Linked DNA regions of Mus musculus: region 2 is linked to region 1. A link is a contact called in public promoter capture Hi-C data. All regions are on one chromosome and are shown on one strand. Each heading gives the region's core, a stretch centred on a gene start, on an enhancer-like site or on the middle of the called end of the contact. The rest is flanking DNA. Distances are from core to core; before and after follow the strand shown.

Region 1 (7,531 bases), core at 2,280-4,779:
ATGCCCAGTTAAAATTCTGTATCTTATCTTTTCCTAATCACTTTGCATGTCTTCAACTAATGATGTAGGAGATAAACACAGAGTATTAGCCAAACCTACTTTTCATGTGTGTAAGTTTGTATCACCACATTACAATTCTAATAAATACTAGACACACCATTTACCTTATCATCAATTCAAAGTTTGGGTCTTTATTAACCAACTAGACCCTACTGTGTTTTATTTCTTCAGTTAGGGTCTTACACATCTCAAGCAGACCTTGAACTAGATACAAGGTAAGGAGACACTCCAACCCCCAGCCCCACTCAACTTCAAGTGCTGGGATTATGGCTGTGCGGCTCCATTCCTGTTCATAGGTGCTAGGAACTGAACCTTGGGCCTCATGCATGCTAAACAGACACTGTACCAATTGACCTATAGTCCTAGACCTAGTATAGTGTCTATTAAAATTACTCATACCATGTTTGCTTTTCTTTAAAACTGACTACTTCCAATGTCTCACTCTAGAGTATGAATTTCAGTGTATGTGAGGGTGTTTTCACATATGAAACATTATTTTGAGCAGGGTCAACAGCTCTACTGAACTGCCCACATACTTTTAGATATAAGAACTCTGACCACAATTTTTCCCAGTTTGCTGTGCTTTATTGCATAGCAGTAAAGTTTTAGTGTACTTCTTTGTTGAAACTTGTTAGATTAGGGCAACAGGAACTGGTTTCTTTGAAGGTTACTTCATTGTCCTCCCTGTATGTTGAGTTTCTAGTTGGTAGGTTCCAGTTAGGTTCCTCACTAATCTGTGCACCCTGGCTTCTGAAAGTACAAAACAAAGGGGAAAAGAAGCCAAACAAACGAATTCAGCTGTCAATTTAAAACACAAATAGAAAACTTCGTGTTCTATAAGACTCAGTCCAGTAAGTACTCTGAAATTGAATACTTACATTCAAATTCCACTTCTCCCACTTAATAGCTCTGTCCCCTTGGTGTAATAGCAATCTGTGCCCAGTTTCTTCATTTGTAAAAGAAAACAAGTGTCATGCCCGGCACATAATTTTCATAGATATAATCTATTTTATTATATATACATATATTTCAAAATGTTTCATATTTCTCTCTGGCCAGTTAAATAGCTGAGTTGTGACTGATAGCAAGGAGGAGCAGCAGTGTGTGTAGGGGGTAACAAGAACAAAGTGTGACATATACATGACACTGTCACAGGGAAACCCATTATTTGTACGCTATCTTAAAACAGCATTGATATAACCAGTAACAGCCTACAGTGTCCTTTCACATTATGACATTTAAAACACAGCAACTCAGTGACAAAGGGCGGGCATTATTACATCTAACTTGGTGGTGAAGAAACAAAACTATAATATGTGGAACCAGACCACTATCATAAATAGAAAGCCGTAAGCAAGAACTCAGATCTGGGGTTCTCCTCCCACCCCCATGCTTAGCTCTTTGCTTTGTGTCTACTGGTTAGCCAGGAGAGAACAATGGGCTGTTCAGGGAGGAGAAAGTCAGAGGTGTCCCGTAGGGCACGAGGTAAGTACTGAGGGTTTACTAACTCAGAAAATGGTTCTGATGAAGTAATCTCTATCACTTGGCTGCTTGTTGTAAGTATAATCTCGGGCCTACTAAATAAAATCAGCATTTTAAACAAGACTCCAGGTGGTTCCTATGGCGAGTAGCTGAGGCAGCTGCATTCCGTTAACTGCTCCAGTGATATTACCTATGGTATACACCGTCACTCTTCGGCTATACATTGACTTTTATCATTTTACTTGCGGAATATTGCCTGCAACAGGTTCTCAAAATTCAAATTATTTCCACGTAGTCCTGAAGGACCTCCACTTTAAGTAGGGTCGTTTAAGGATGCTAGAAAACCTAAACATATTGATCTTTTTGAATGTCTTTCAAAAGTTAAAGTCTTACTTTTTACCCAAAGAGTACTCTCGATGACAAACGGCCCTCTACATTTTATGCAGGGCAGACTAAAACAGGGCAGTGGCACACTTAACAGATCTCACCCCCAGGATTTAATCCAGACCGATTCCCTAGTATTTTGTCACTTTGGGGCTCAAAAACTGAAACAGCAGAAGGAAAAGACGATTCTAGGATATTCCTCTTGCGGTTCCATACCTAAGGCTCTACCCAATCCGATCACAATAAAGCTGTATTGTTAAGGCTATGCAAACGCAGAACCCTGCAGGCCGCTGCTCTCAGATTGGCCCCTCGGGGTTAACAACGCGCATGTGTCCGCACTTGGCGGTGCGATCAGCACTCAGCCTGGATCTTTTAATTTGCTGTTCCTAATTTGAGGGGAGCTTCTTCGCGCTGCTCAGCCCTCTCTGAGGAGCACGGGAAGAAATCTCCATCACCTGGGCCGGCAGAAGCCGTGAACCGGCTCCACCTTGACTAAGGCATCTAGTCACCCCGCGGCCCCGCCCACAGCACCTCCCCGATTGGACGCCCGGGGGAGGGCCGTGTCGGCGCGCGACGGCCGGCCGGTCGGGGGAATTCCATTTCCTCCCCCGCCCACTAGCATAAGCACTCAGGGGCGGTGCTTCCCTCGCAAGACCCGCCCAGTAAGAGCCCAGGGGGGGGGTTGCCGGCGCATCTCGCGATAACTTGCGGATTTGGGGGCGGGTCCCGAGCCAGGAAGAGAGCACAAAACTGCCCTTAAGTCATTGCAGACCCGGAGCTGCTGCGAGCCTGCCACGAGGTTCTCGCGAGATCCGCCACCTCCATCCCAAGTGAGGAAACGGGGGGCCACTCAGGGAGGGGCGTGGGGCCTCGACCGCGCAGCTGCCGCTTCCATTACCTTCCTCCTAAGGTCTCCTTCCGGTTCTCGATGCTTCTCTGAATTTAAGGGTTTCCGCCACTCGCCTACCCTCCCCCTCAGCCCATGACCCGCCTCCGTCCCCCGCCCTCCCGGCCCGACCTCCGATCGCTTTAGCGAGAAGGTGCTGTTCCGACAGGGAGACGGCAAGCGGGCGGCACGTCCACTCGGCCCGAGCGAGGGAAGCAAACCGCTCCCCCCTGAACCCCTCGGCTCGCCCCGCGCTCGCGACGGCGGCGTTGGCGGACGGATACGCGGCGGTGAATAGGCGGGGGGAGGGGCGGAGCGTGGCAGCTGGCAGTAGTTCCGTCAGAGCGGACATCTTGTGGCTGTGCCGTGCGCGTGAGCCCCGTAGGGCCGGGGAGGCACCAGCTGCCGCGCGGGGAGGAGGCCGAGGCCGCAGCTCGAGGGAGGCCCCGGCCCTCTGTACGCGTGGGTGTGGACAGCTCGGGAAAGGGGAGGGAGACGGGCCGGGGCCGGCGCGGTGCCCGGGGGGCTGTGGGCGGCCCGAGCGGGCAGCCCTCGCGGCTGGGTGGGGTAGGGTGGGGAGAGGCCGGCGGCGGAGCCGGGGCCCGGCCGCAGGGGGAGGGGGCATGGGCGCGTCCTCGCGCCGGAGCTCCGCGGCCGCCGGGCGCGTGGTGGCGAGGTGGCGGGCGAGCGAGCGGGCGGGCGCGCGCACGCAGGAGCGCGCTGCGAGGCGGAGAGTACGGTGGTGTCAGGGGCGACCCAGAACAGCCCTCGCCGTGGGGACGGGAGCGCACCCGGGGCCCATTGCCTTGTGCTGGCTCGCTGTCCCTTGGAGCCGAAACCGAAAGGAGCCCGGCGTCGGTCCGGAGCCGCCCGCTCCCCTCCCCCTTGCCTTTCTCTGCCCGAGTGACGCCGGCCTAGCGCCGACTAGGCCCCGGCTCCTCCTCTGCCCGGCTCTGGACCCTGCCCCGCACCCACCCCTTTCTCCTCCGCCTCTTCCTCTCCCACCCGGGGCTCGTCTTCCTTTCAAGAGGCCGGGAAGTTAAACTTGTAACCACCTCTCGGCGCTTCCCGTCACCCTCTCGCCCTCTCTGGGGCGAAGCGCGGATCTCGGTAGCTGGTGGCTCCGCCACCCCGCCCCGCCCTGCCGGGATCGCGGCGGTTTTCAGGGTTCTGGAGTCAGCAGGGTTTCTCCGAGGCCCTGGCGAGTCGCTGACCTGCTCCGTTTTTGCAAAAAGGCGCCTGTGTCTGGCAGAGCCGGTGTGAGAAGAAGAGACAACCCTTCCCCGCCGCCGGGATAATCAAGAATTTTGGCCGGACCTTTGAGTACACCTCGGGATAGTGAGGAGCCCGGCGAAAAGCACAGACTATGGCGCTGAAACGGATTAATAAGGTGAGCAGTTTGGACTAAATGGTGCGGACAGGGTTGTGGGAAGAAAGGAGGCTTGGGGCCCAGAGGAAAAAAAGCGTGGGTCTGGTGGTGGATACAATTCTGAAAATACCTTTTCTTGGGTTAAGGAAAGGCAGGTGCACTTTGAAATGAGCTGTAAGATAGGGAACTGAATGGTTTGGGTAAGCGAAATGTTAGCTTTTTTCACTAGAATCTGTAAGTATGGGTGAGGGAGCGTGGCTATTAGGCTCCTCGGTTTTTTGCCTAAGAGTCAGGTTTGGGAAGTAGAATTGTGTACAGGCCCTCGGCTAATGTCATGGTGCTGCTTCCTAGTCTTGGTTCTTCAAAACTTATTACAGCTGCTAAGGCTTATTGGCATTCAAAAGAAAGGAATGTAACAGATGAAAAACGTTTTGTTCCAAACTTGACTGAGAGTCTGGGTATGACAAACATACCTCAGTTCGCTAAAATGTGGTGACGAAGTCTGTTCAGAAGCTTAACCAAATCTGGGCAGTTACACAAGAGTAAGTAGGGTTGGGAGGAGGTGGACCGACACTGTTGCCACTTCCTGTGTTGTGTGGTCGCTGCTCTCACCCGAAGCTATTTATCTGAGGCACTGGGAACCCTGTAAAAGCCTTCTGAAAGATCCTGGGGGGAGTGGGGGTTGACAGTGCAGGGAAACTGGATGGGGAGACTGTTTTTGCTTAAAACCCATCTTTAAGGAGGCTTGTTTGAGCAAATCGATATAGTTTGATAAGTTGTCAATTTAAGTTGGCAAGAACTAGAATTTTTTTCAGAAATATTTTGCGAGTGGATCCACCTCTCCGGTGGTTTAGTCTCATTTTCTTGCTCTAACTTCTATCCCGCATTTTAAGATGGCGGCTGCTTTAACTGGCTCGGGTTCTTTCCGGCATCTCCTTTTCTAACTATTTAAGATAATGTTCTCTGTTAGCGTTAAACGTTTTTTTATTCTGTTGTAGGGAGCTCTCACAGCCTCTGCCCCCAAGACTTAACCTAAATTCAAACTCTCAGACTAAGTTTCTGTGCGTGTGTGTGTGTGTGTGTGTGTGTGTGTGTGTGTGTGTTTTGTATTTGGTTCTTTCACAATCGAGAGGGTGGAGTATTTACAGCTAACTTGAAAAAAATGTTGTGCAGAATAAACTCAGTCTTAATAGAAAAGACAAAATGGGAAGGTTCGGTATTAGAAACTTTGGCTTAGTAACACAGTTTTTAAAGAGTTCTGTGGAAAGGAAGGCAAGGACTTAAAATGACTGGTAGGATCTAATACTACTTTATTTGTAGTTATTTAGTATGTATAACTTGATCAGTTTGATTGGAAAAGCTGTTCATGAAGTTAAGTCTAACCTGTATATATTGATGTTGAAATCTTAAATTCTGTCTCTGGGTAATCTTTGTAGTTTTATGCAAAACACTTAACTGTTTGTATTCTTGATGATAATGCAAAGAGAAAGAAAACCTTAGTATTCAAGACTTCAAATAGATAATAGAAGTTAACATTAAAATTATCACTTAGTGTGACAGTTTTGAGGGTCAACCTCACTTTTTAGAGATGCATTGTTGTGCTTTGCAGCATAACTAATATGGAGACTATAACATTCAGTGCTAATCAAAATTCAGATCTATAGCTTCTTATAAGTGTAAAACAGAACATTTTAAAGGGAGGTCTTACTGATTTTTTTCTTTTACAGGTGATACCCAGCTGCTCTGGCACCATTTTAATGACTTAAAAGCTCTAGCAAGGCAGTAATGGTTAAGTGTAAACATTTGTAGTAAAATAACATGAGATAGAATCAGGCTCTAAGCAAGTTTATCCATTTGCCTAATCTATACCAGGAATTTTTCTATATACTGGGATGGCAAGGGAAAACAGATTTTACAAGTTTAAAGAATTATGTATTGATACTTCACAGGTAAATTTTCTTATATTCGAAAACTTGATGTACCAAATGGCTGATTCAACCTGATTTCAAGCATATCGGGTTTTTTTCCTTCAGATATTGTCAGAATCATGAGGCTGCTTAAAAAACAAAAAAAAGCACCCAAATGCTGGCATAATTTTTGAAAGGCTACTTCTCTAAAAATAAGGGGCCAGTTAGACACTGTCATGAGGTTTTTTTTGTATTATCTGTTTAGAATTTATTCTTTGGGTTCCCCCTAAACAAGTATTAAATTAACAAGCCATTTAGTATTTCTTAAAGTGCTTACATATAAAACTGTGAGCTTTAGTGATAAACTGGTGTAAGTTGAAACTTATTATCTTCTATATAGATAGATACGGGTTTTTTTCTTTTGTGTATTTGCTTGACTATTTTTTAGCTGCCCAAATAACCATACATGTATTCTTTTGCTGCATTTGTTATTTGGACCAAATTGTAGTATGGTGCTGTTATTAAATGGGTATTTTAGAAACTGAATTCCAAACCTGTGTTTTTGAAGCATTAAGAAATTTTCTGCTACAAAGCAAAATGACTGTTACATATTTTGAGAACTTTGGAGATCAAGCATGAAACAATCAAACAAAAATTTATGTTAAGTATTTGTAATGTTTCATAACTCTTTAAGTAGTTTTTCTTATGTAAAAACATAGGTACAGTTGACATCTTCACTATAAAGGAAATTGACTGCAAAAAATAAATAAATAAAAAACACCCCGCCCAGGTATTGATGTAACCGAGTTGGGATTAAGACCCAGGCCTTCTATCTAATTCCAAGTTGTTCTGATGACAACTGCACTTTTATACTATTCTTAGGATTTTTGTGATAGTTAAGACCTAGCATAGGTTCTCATGTGTAATAGGCCTCAAGACAGCCATATGAGATATTCCCTGAAGTAACAGACACAAGTTGACTCTTGACTTGTTCAATCACACTATTAGTGATAGATTTCTAATAAGATGATCTCCAGAAAGAAAAACCTGAATTTTGGACCATTAAAATTCCTACTAGATGAATGTGGATGTTTTGTGAAATATACTGTCTTCTACCTCATATAAATATGAGGCTGATTTTTTTTTTTTTTATGTTTCAACTAATTTATAAATGAAGATGAATGAAATGTAGTCTTGTGTAGTTTCCTTAAGGACTAGAAACTGCTGTGTTGGTTAAATGCTGGGATTCTTTTAAAGTAAACAAAATAGTATTTTAAGTTTTATAGGCTAACAGGCTTTTCCTGTGGTCCTGATTTTGTTTTTGTTTTATTTGGTTCCCAAGGTTTATTTATACTGTAAAGAATACTTAGGTGAGTGAGGGCTGCTGACGATCAGTGATCCCAATGTTGAGTTTGATAAAAGCAGTTGTGACACACTATCCTT
Region 2 (7,367 bases), core at 3,771-6,270, about 23 Mb after region 1:
TTTCACTGTGTGGAAAAAAAATAAGCAAAACCTTTGTGTGTGTGGTTTTGAACTCAGTTCACCAGCCTTAGTGGCAAGTGCCTTTATCTGCTGAGGCATGTCACTGGCCCATAATTTATATTTTTTAAAGATTTATTTATTATTATATCTAAGTACACTGTAGCTGTCTTCAGATGCACCAGAAGAAGGCGTCAGATCTCATTACGGATGGTTGTGAGCCACCATGTGGTTGCTGGGATTTGAACTCAGGACCTTCGGAAGAGCAGTCAGTGCTCTTAACCACTGAGCCATCTCTCCAGCCTCGTAATTTAGATTCTTAACCACACAAGAAATTAGGAAGTGCTACTCTGAAAACAACAACAACAACATGATTTTGTGTGTGGTAAATTCAGTGCTTGAGTTATGGATTGGATCTTCTATCCTCAATATTTGACTGAAAAGTAAAAATATTTGAGAAGTTAGTAGTTCAGTTCACATCCAGATATTTTAAAGGTCATATTCAACTGAAAGCAAAACACTAAGCTAACTGTGTCCCTCCTTCCTTCCCTTCTTATCCCAGGAGTCCCTCCCTTCCTTTCCTCCTCCATGTCTGGGTGTTAAAGCTTGCTGCTGGTTCTTGGAATTTGTCTCTGCATCTCTCAGAGCCAATCCCCTTTGTGAAATAGTTCTACTATCTTGAGAACTTGGCCTCAACTTCTACTCAGAGATCAGTCCAATTGGCCAACACTAATTAGGTCACCCACTTCCCCACCCAGTGCGAGCTGAGTGTGCTACTGCTTCCTTCTACTCATGTCCTTGATGGAGATCGATCTGAAGAGTCCATCCAGGGTTGGGACTGGCTGAGGGGTTCACCAGGAAGGTCACCAATTCGGGACTCGAAGGGCTACTCGTGAGAACTGGTCTAAGTGTGCTATGTAGGTTATTACATGCTTTCAAGGCAGTTTTAATTGAAGGGGTCCTTCACTCTGGAGCCTTCCAGCATCTGAGAGTCAAGAATCAATTCCAATACAACGGATTGAATTTTATAATACGGTTTCCCAGAGAGAATATGCTATGTAGAGGTATTTCAAGTAAGGTTAAATAGCAGAAAACCAAGCTCAGGGTTTGAGATAGGCAGAGGATGGGACAGCTCTTCTCCCTTATCCAAAGGATCCCAGAAACTACTGCATGGTTTAAGAGAGAGGGGAGGAGGAGTGAGTTAGTTCGTGGAAGCCCTTTGAATGGTGTAAATTTAGGAATGACCACAACTAGCTGACTGTTAAGACACTTGACATTCTTTTTTTTTTTTTAAAGATTTATTTATTCATTATATGTAAGTACACTGTCGTCAGACACTTGAGAAGAGAGAGTCAGATTTCGTTATGGATGATTGTGAGCCATCATGTGGTTGCTGGGATTTGAACTCAGTACCTTTGGAAGAACAGTCAGTGCTCTTAACCGCTAAGCCATCTCTCCAGCCCCCGAATGTGACACTCTTGAGAAGGCCATTTGGGCACTTTTCCTAAGTGCATCTCTTTTTGTTTTAAACATGTTTGCCTCCTCTTAGTAAATCCAAATTCTGCTTTAACTGGCTTGTCCAGTTTTAGGAGAGCAGAGGTCTTTTTGAAGCACACCTGTGGGTGCTGCAGGTACCAGCATGGGAGCAATGCATCTCATCCCTGACACTGCAACGCTAAGTATGGCTCCCTCCTCACAGAACTCAAAGGCCAAGAAGATGAAGGAGGCATATGGAAATTGTAATGGAGAATGAGGAAGAAGGAAAGACAGGAAACATAATTCAGGAGGCTGTGTTGCTGCTAGGAGAGGTGATTTCCAACATGGATCCTAAAGTCTTTTCCTGCCATAGACTTCTTCTTCAATACCACAGAAAACTCTTTTTTTTTTTCCCCGAGACAGGGTTTTCCTGTGTAGCCTTGGCTGTCCTGGATTCAGAAATCTGCCTGCTTCTGCCTCCCAAGTGCTGGTATTAAAGGCGTGTACCACCATGCCCAATTCCACAGAAAACTCTTGTCACTAATATTTGGAATAGATTTTCTGGGAGCATAATATGAATTATAAAGTGCCACACGCTCTGGTTGAGTCAGCTTGACAAGCTGAGAGGCTTGGATGCTACACACGAGGCAGAAGGGTTTCACGGAAACTCACTCCTGGAGTCTGGCGTTCTCTCTAACCCATACATTAATTTTCCATTCCCGAGTTAGTCTAGTGTATGGATCCACGTGCTCTCTTTTAGTATTATCCTATTATAAGTGCCTTTTAAGATTGAATTCTGACATAGCTAAAGCCTTCACCAGTGTTCCAACAGTCCTAGAAAGTCCTTGAGCAAGACCATGGGCTTGGAAATTCAGTAAAAATGTTGCTATTCAGTGACATTCAGAATTGCCTCTGGTACTACACTATCACTTTGAATAAAAACTAAGTCACTGCCCTACACATGAATTTACCATCACCTAGGAAGAAGGGAGTTTCAGACCTAAGGAGAAACCAGAGTAGATACTTAGAACTATAGATAGCTGAGTTATACCCAGACGCACGTATTTACAATGGCCTAGGGGGAAGGTGGACTATACAATAGACTAAAATAGGAACTTTGGCAAGGGCACGAAGCCCTTGACCCTGGCTTCTAAAATTAAGTGAATCTTAGGTGGAGCCCTTGTTTTTTATTTTTTTTTATTACGTATTTTCCTCAATTACATTTCCAATGCTATCCCAAAAGTCCTCCACATCCACCCCCCCCCCCACTCCCCTACCCACCCATTCCCATTTTTTGGCCCTGGCGTTCCCCTGTACTGGGGCGTATAAAGTTTGCCTGACCTATGGGCCTCTCTTTCCATTGATGGCCGACTAGGCCATCTTTTGATACATATGCAGCTAGAGTCAAGAGCTCTGGGGTACTGGTTAGTTCATAATGTTGTTGGTGGAGCCCTTGTTGATCCCAGTTGTTAACAATGAATTCTATCCCAGGTGGTTCCTGTTAGACCTGTGTTTGCATTCCTCTGATTTATGTAAGAATCCAGTAACCTCTTTGTACCTTGTGAGTGTGTCACCCAACTTCCTTATTGTCTTCTGTATAAAAAGTTCGATTTGACAAATTACATTCAGATTCTACACAACCTCTCCTGTGTGCATCTATCTGTCATCCCATCAGACACTTTCCCCACCTGCGACTAGAGACCCATTCCACACAGACAAAGGGATCCAGAGGGTCTGTGGCAATAAAATGTATCAAAATTGCTTCAGAATTTTATAAAAACCAAACTTGTGTATATACTCATCTTTATTAGGTGTAATGCAGATATAGCACTATCATGAAGTTAAAAAACAAAACGAAACAAAAACCAATAAAACAACACAAGGGACTGGGGAGACTGGGCTTTCATAAGTTCTTTAAAACCTCTTTCAGATACTACTTCCTCCACAAAGACTTTTAAAAATGATTTTGTTTATTTTTATTTTATATGTTTTTTTTTTTTTTGCCCGAATGTATATCTGTGTGAGGGTGTTAGGTAGTCAGAAACTGCTGGAGTTACATACAGATAGTTGTAAACTGTCATGTGGGTGCCGGAAGCTGAATCCCAGGTCCTCTGAAAAAGCAGCCACTTCTCTCAACTGCCGATCCTCCTCTCCAAGCCCTTCACAAAGACTTTCTGAAATTTGATTTCTGTGTCAATTTAAACTAATAATTTCCCCTTATGTTATATTGGGATGTTACAGAATCTCAGAATTTACATTTTTCTTGTACTAAATATCTTTAATAGTACTCATATTTTGATGTCCCTACCCATTACATACTATAAGCCTTAAACCTCAAAGTTTAAAGGGATGAGATGTTTGTTTTTTGAGAACAGTCACTTGAGGCAACCTTCCTGTATCTACTTCCCGAGTGCTGGGATTGTAAGCATATACCACCACAATAGGTTGTCTTAAAAAAAAATGTTCATGGTGTTTGATTTCACTGAAAGAACACTTAGGAGTTTTAACATCCATCAAGAGGTAGCAGCCAGTAATTAGGTACATGATTTTGGCTGCCTACCTACTATTTACTGTTTTTTTTTTTTTTTTTTAAGACTAATTTTGTGTGTGTGTGTGGGTATGCACCAGAGGACAATTTGTTGGAATGGGTTCTTTTCTTTTACCATGTGGGTCCCAGGGATTGAATGCTCAGTGGCATGTCATGTCACTGGTCCATCTACTAATTTTGGGACAGCATTCACTCTGTAGCTCAGGCTAGCCTTGAATCCATGTGATCAATCCTTTTGCCCTTCCTCAGTTTCTGGAGTGCTGGAACTTATTGATGTGAGCCACCATGTTCAGTTTAGTTTTCTAAATGTTCACAATTTCATCACACACACACACACACACACACACACACACACACACAGTGCTTTGATTCCCACTCACTACCTCGACTATTCATTCTATACGTCTTATGGCACTTTTGTTCTACACCATTTTATTTCGCTGGGTTACTGTGCAATTCCTGAATCTGATCTAAGATCCGTTTCCTACTTCCAAAGAATTTATGTCCAAAATTCCAAACTGTATAACTAGCACTCTGTGTAAAAACACCAAGGACCTCCAACTTCAATATGCTAAATTTGAACTCATTTTTAAAGGAGTCTTAAGCTTTTTCCGGATTCACTGTATCCCAGAGCATGCTTTCATCATCTCTCACCCGGGTTACTGCCCACTTATTTAAAAACAATTACTCCATTTCCTCAAGTAAGCATCCTCCACATACTTTAACTCTGACGTTTGTCCCAAATACACTCAACTAACAGCTGTTTGAAAAATCCTCCATTCCCGGTGTAATAAACAGCCTTTGAATTCCAAAGTCAGGCCCTAGATTCCTCCAGGATAACTGGCCATCTCTCCTCGCCTACAGCCTTGCCAGCCTGAGCAAGTCCTTGCACAGGTTAGGGAACCCAGCAGAGTCTTAGCGAGTGTTTACTGAAGGTCCAGCGCAGCTGAGTGACGTCACGTCCGATATCCGGTGGTGTCTTCCTACGTCGTTCTGAGGGAGGTTGACAAACAGGGTTTCAGCCTTTAAGCTAGAGTTCGTAACTGCCGTTGACCTCCTCCTTTACGAAGGCCCAGAGCACCAGGTCAGAGCTCTGAGTCTGGGTCTGAATTCAGCCGCAGGGCCCGGCCCAGGGTGGAACCCTGTGCGAGAGGAGCGCGGGCGCTGCCCGGACCCTGACCCAAGCGCAGAAGCGGCCCTCTAACACTCCGCGGCGGCGTTTCCTCCGAAGCTCTCGCGAGAGGAGCCGGGGAAAGATGGCTGCGCCGGGTCTTTCCGAGTGAGGAGGAGGCGGCGGCGGCGGCGCCGGGCGTCGTGCGGTCGTGGTCTCTTGAGCTGCGGCTTTCCTCGTCCGAGACGAGGGCCGCCGCCTCCGGGAGATGCGCGTGTCGCGGACCCGCGGTCGCCCCGGGAGTTCATGCTGCGTGCTAGGCTCGCGGCCGCCGCTCTAATCGCCCGGCGCCGCCGCCGCGCCGGCTCGGCCCGCGGTGAGCCTCCCGGAGCCTGTCCCGCGCGCCGCGGCGGCTATGACCGGGGAGAAGATCCGCTCCCTGCGGAGGGACCACAAGCCCAGCAAAGAGGACGGGGACGTGCTGGAGCCCTGCGAGGAGGAGGCGACAGCCGCGCTCGGCGGCGCCTTCACCGGGGGCAGAAGCGGACCGGGCGGCAGCGGCAAGGGCGGCAAGGCCTGCCATAAGATCTTCAGCCACCACCACCGGCTGCAGCTGAAGGCGCCCGCCGTTCCGGGCCCCGGCGTTCCGGCCCCGCCGCAGCACAACGCAGTGACTGCCACCTGCCCTGCCCCGGCCTGCCTGGGCGGCAGCAACCCCGCTTTAGTCGCTGACGGAGGCGGCTGCCCCTCGCTCTACCCGGTCCACGAGTGCGTCTTTAAGGGGGACGTGAGGAGACTGTCCTCGCTCATCCGCACGCACAATATCGGACAGAAAGATAATCATGGTGAGCTTTGCCTAATTTCCGTCCCCTCGGAGGTGGGGTGGGGGTGACCGTTGGCCTCCGGGTTCCCGGTCCCTTCTCCCGCACCGTGTTTTCCTCTGGCGGAAAACCTCGAGTCTTTTCAGGTGCAGCGAGCGTGCCAGGGGTCAGGGTGCAGCAAGGATGTTTTCTTCTTTTCCACCTGAGCATTTCGGGACAGGTTGCATTTTCTCTGCGGCAGTCTTTGCGAGTGCCAAAAGGTCGGGCTATCTCACATCCAGGCAGGTCTTCTGGGTTTTAGGGAACGTTTCCTTTTTCCCTCCCTCCCTTCTTGCCGGTCTTCACCGCCCAGGTACGCGCAGATAGATGTGAGTTTTTATCCGTCACTGACCTCGTGCTGTAAACACTGGTTTTTGAAAGCCATACTGAAATGTGTCCGCATTTAATTTCCCAAAGCAATTGAAGAGACTTTTGTTTTTGTTGCTCTTTCCACACCAGGACCATTTTTCATCTTGATTGAGACTAAAGACATACTATGGTTTTCATTATAAAGTCTTAGCCACATGTACTGGCTGGTTTTATGTGTCAACTTGACACAGTTGGAGTTATCACAGAGAAAGGAGCTTCAGTTGAGGAAATGCCTCCATGAGATCCAACCTGTAAGGCATTTTCTCAATTAGTGATCAAGGGGGAAAGGCCCCTTGGGTGGGACCATCTCTGGGCTGGTAGTCTTGGGTTCTATAAGAGATCAGGCTGAGCAAGCCAGGGGAAGCAAGCCAGTAAAAAACATCCCTCCATGGCTTCTGCATCAGCTCCTGCTTTCTGACCTGCTTGAGTTCCAGTCCTGACTTCCTTGGTGATGAACAGCAGTATGTAAGTGTAAGCCGAATAAACCCTTTCCTCCCCAACTTGTTTCTTGGTCATCATGTTTGTGCAGGAATAGAAACCCTGACTAAGACAGCACATGTTTGAGAAAGCATGGTATATTTGGTAGTGAACGGTATCAGTATCTACTTTTGGCCGAATCTTGCCTGGTGATTTTTTAACCCCTTTAAAGCAACTTGTTGTTGTTGTTTTTGTAAAGACTTATTTGCATCCTCCCCTGCCTCCCCCCCCCCTACTTCGTGGTGCTGTGGATTGTATCTAACTAAGGTCTTGTGAAATAGTAATTGTTGAAAATATTTTTCAATGTTTTATTAACAGGCAAATATTGTTGGCAGCTGTTTTTAACCTGACCATTCATTCTACATTAATTAATTAGGTAAACTGCTCAAGATGGTATTATACATTTGTGCACAAAATGGTTTTGCACATTAATGCAATACCACCTGTGAAAATAAGCTTCCTGAATTTCATTGGTTTTTAGATTTTTTTTTTTTATCTAAAATTAGAACAAAAGTAGAAAACAAAACAA

The links. Promoter capture Hi-C pulls out the DNA fragments that hold promoters and counts their contacts.
Region 2: a contact with region 1 is called in a promoter capture Hi-C map of pre-B cells. The contact joins the promoter of Ankrd13c here to the promoter of Ube2d3 in region 1.

Annotation. Positions count from the first base shown.
Region 1 is chr3:135,435,597-135,443,127 of GRCm38.p6, forward strand. Ube2d3 (ubiquitin-conjugating enzyme E2D 3) reads left to right here and starts at 3,530. Exons shown (of 7, transcript NM_001356597.1): 1 at 3,530-4,202. The coding sequence starts at 4,179. It overlaps 4930539J05Rik (RIKEN cDNA 4930539J05 gene), which reads right to left and starts at 3,069. Exons shown (of 3, transcript NR_030689.1): 1 at 2,825-3,069; 2 at 939-1,006; 3 at 624-810.
Region 2 is chr3:157,941,980-157,949,346 of GRCm38.p6, forward strand. It overlaps Ankrd13c (ankyrin repeat domain 13c), which reads left to right and starts at 5,021. Exons shown (of 13, transcript NM_001013806.2): 1 at 5,021-5,977. The coding sequence starts at 5,548.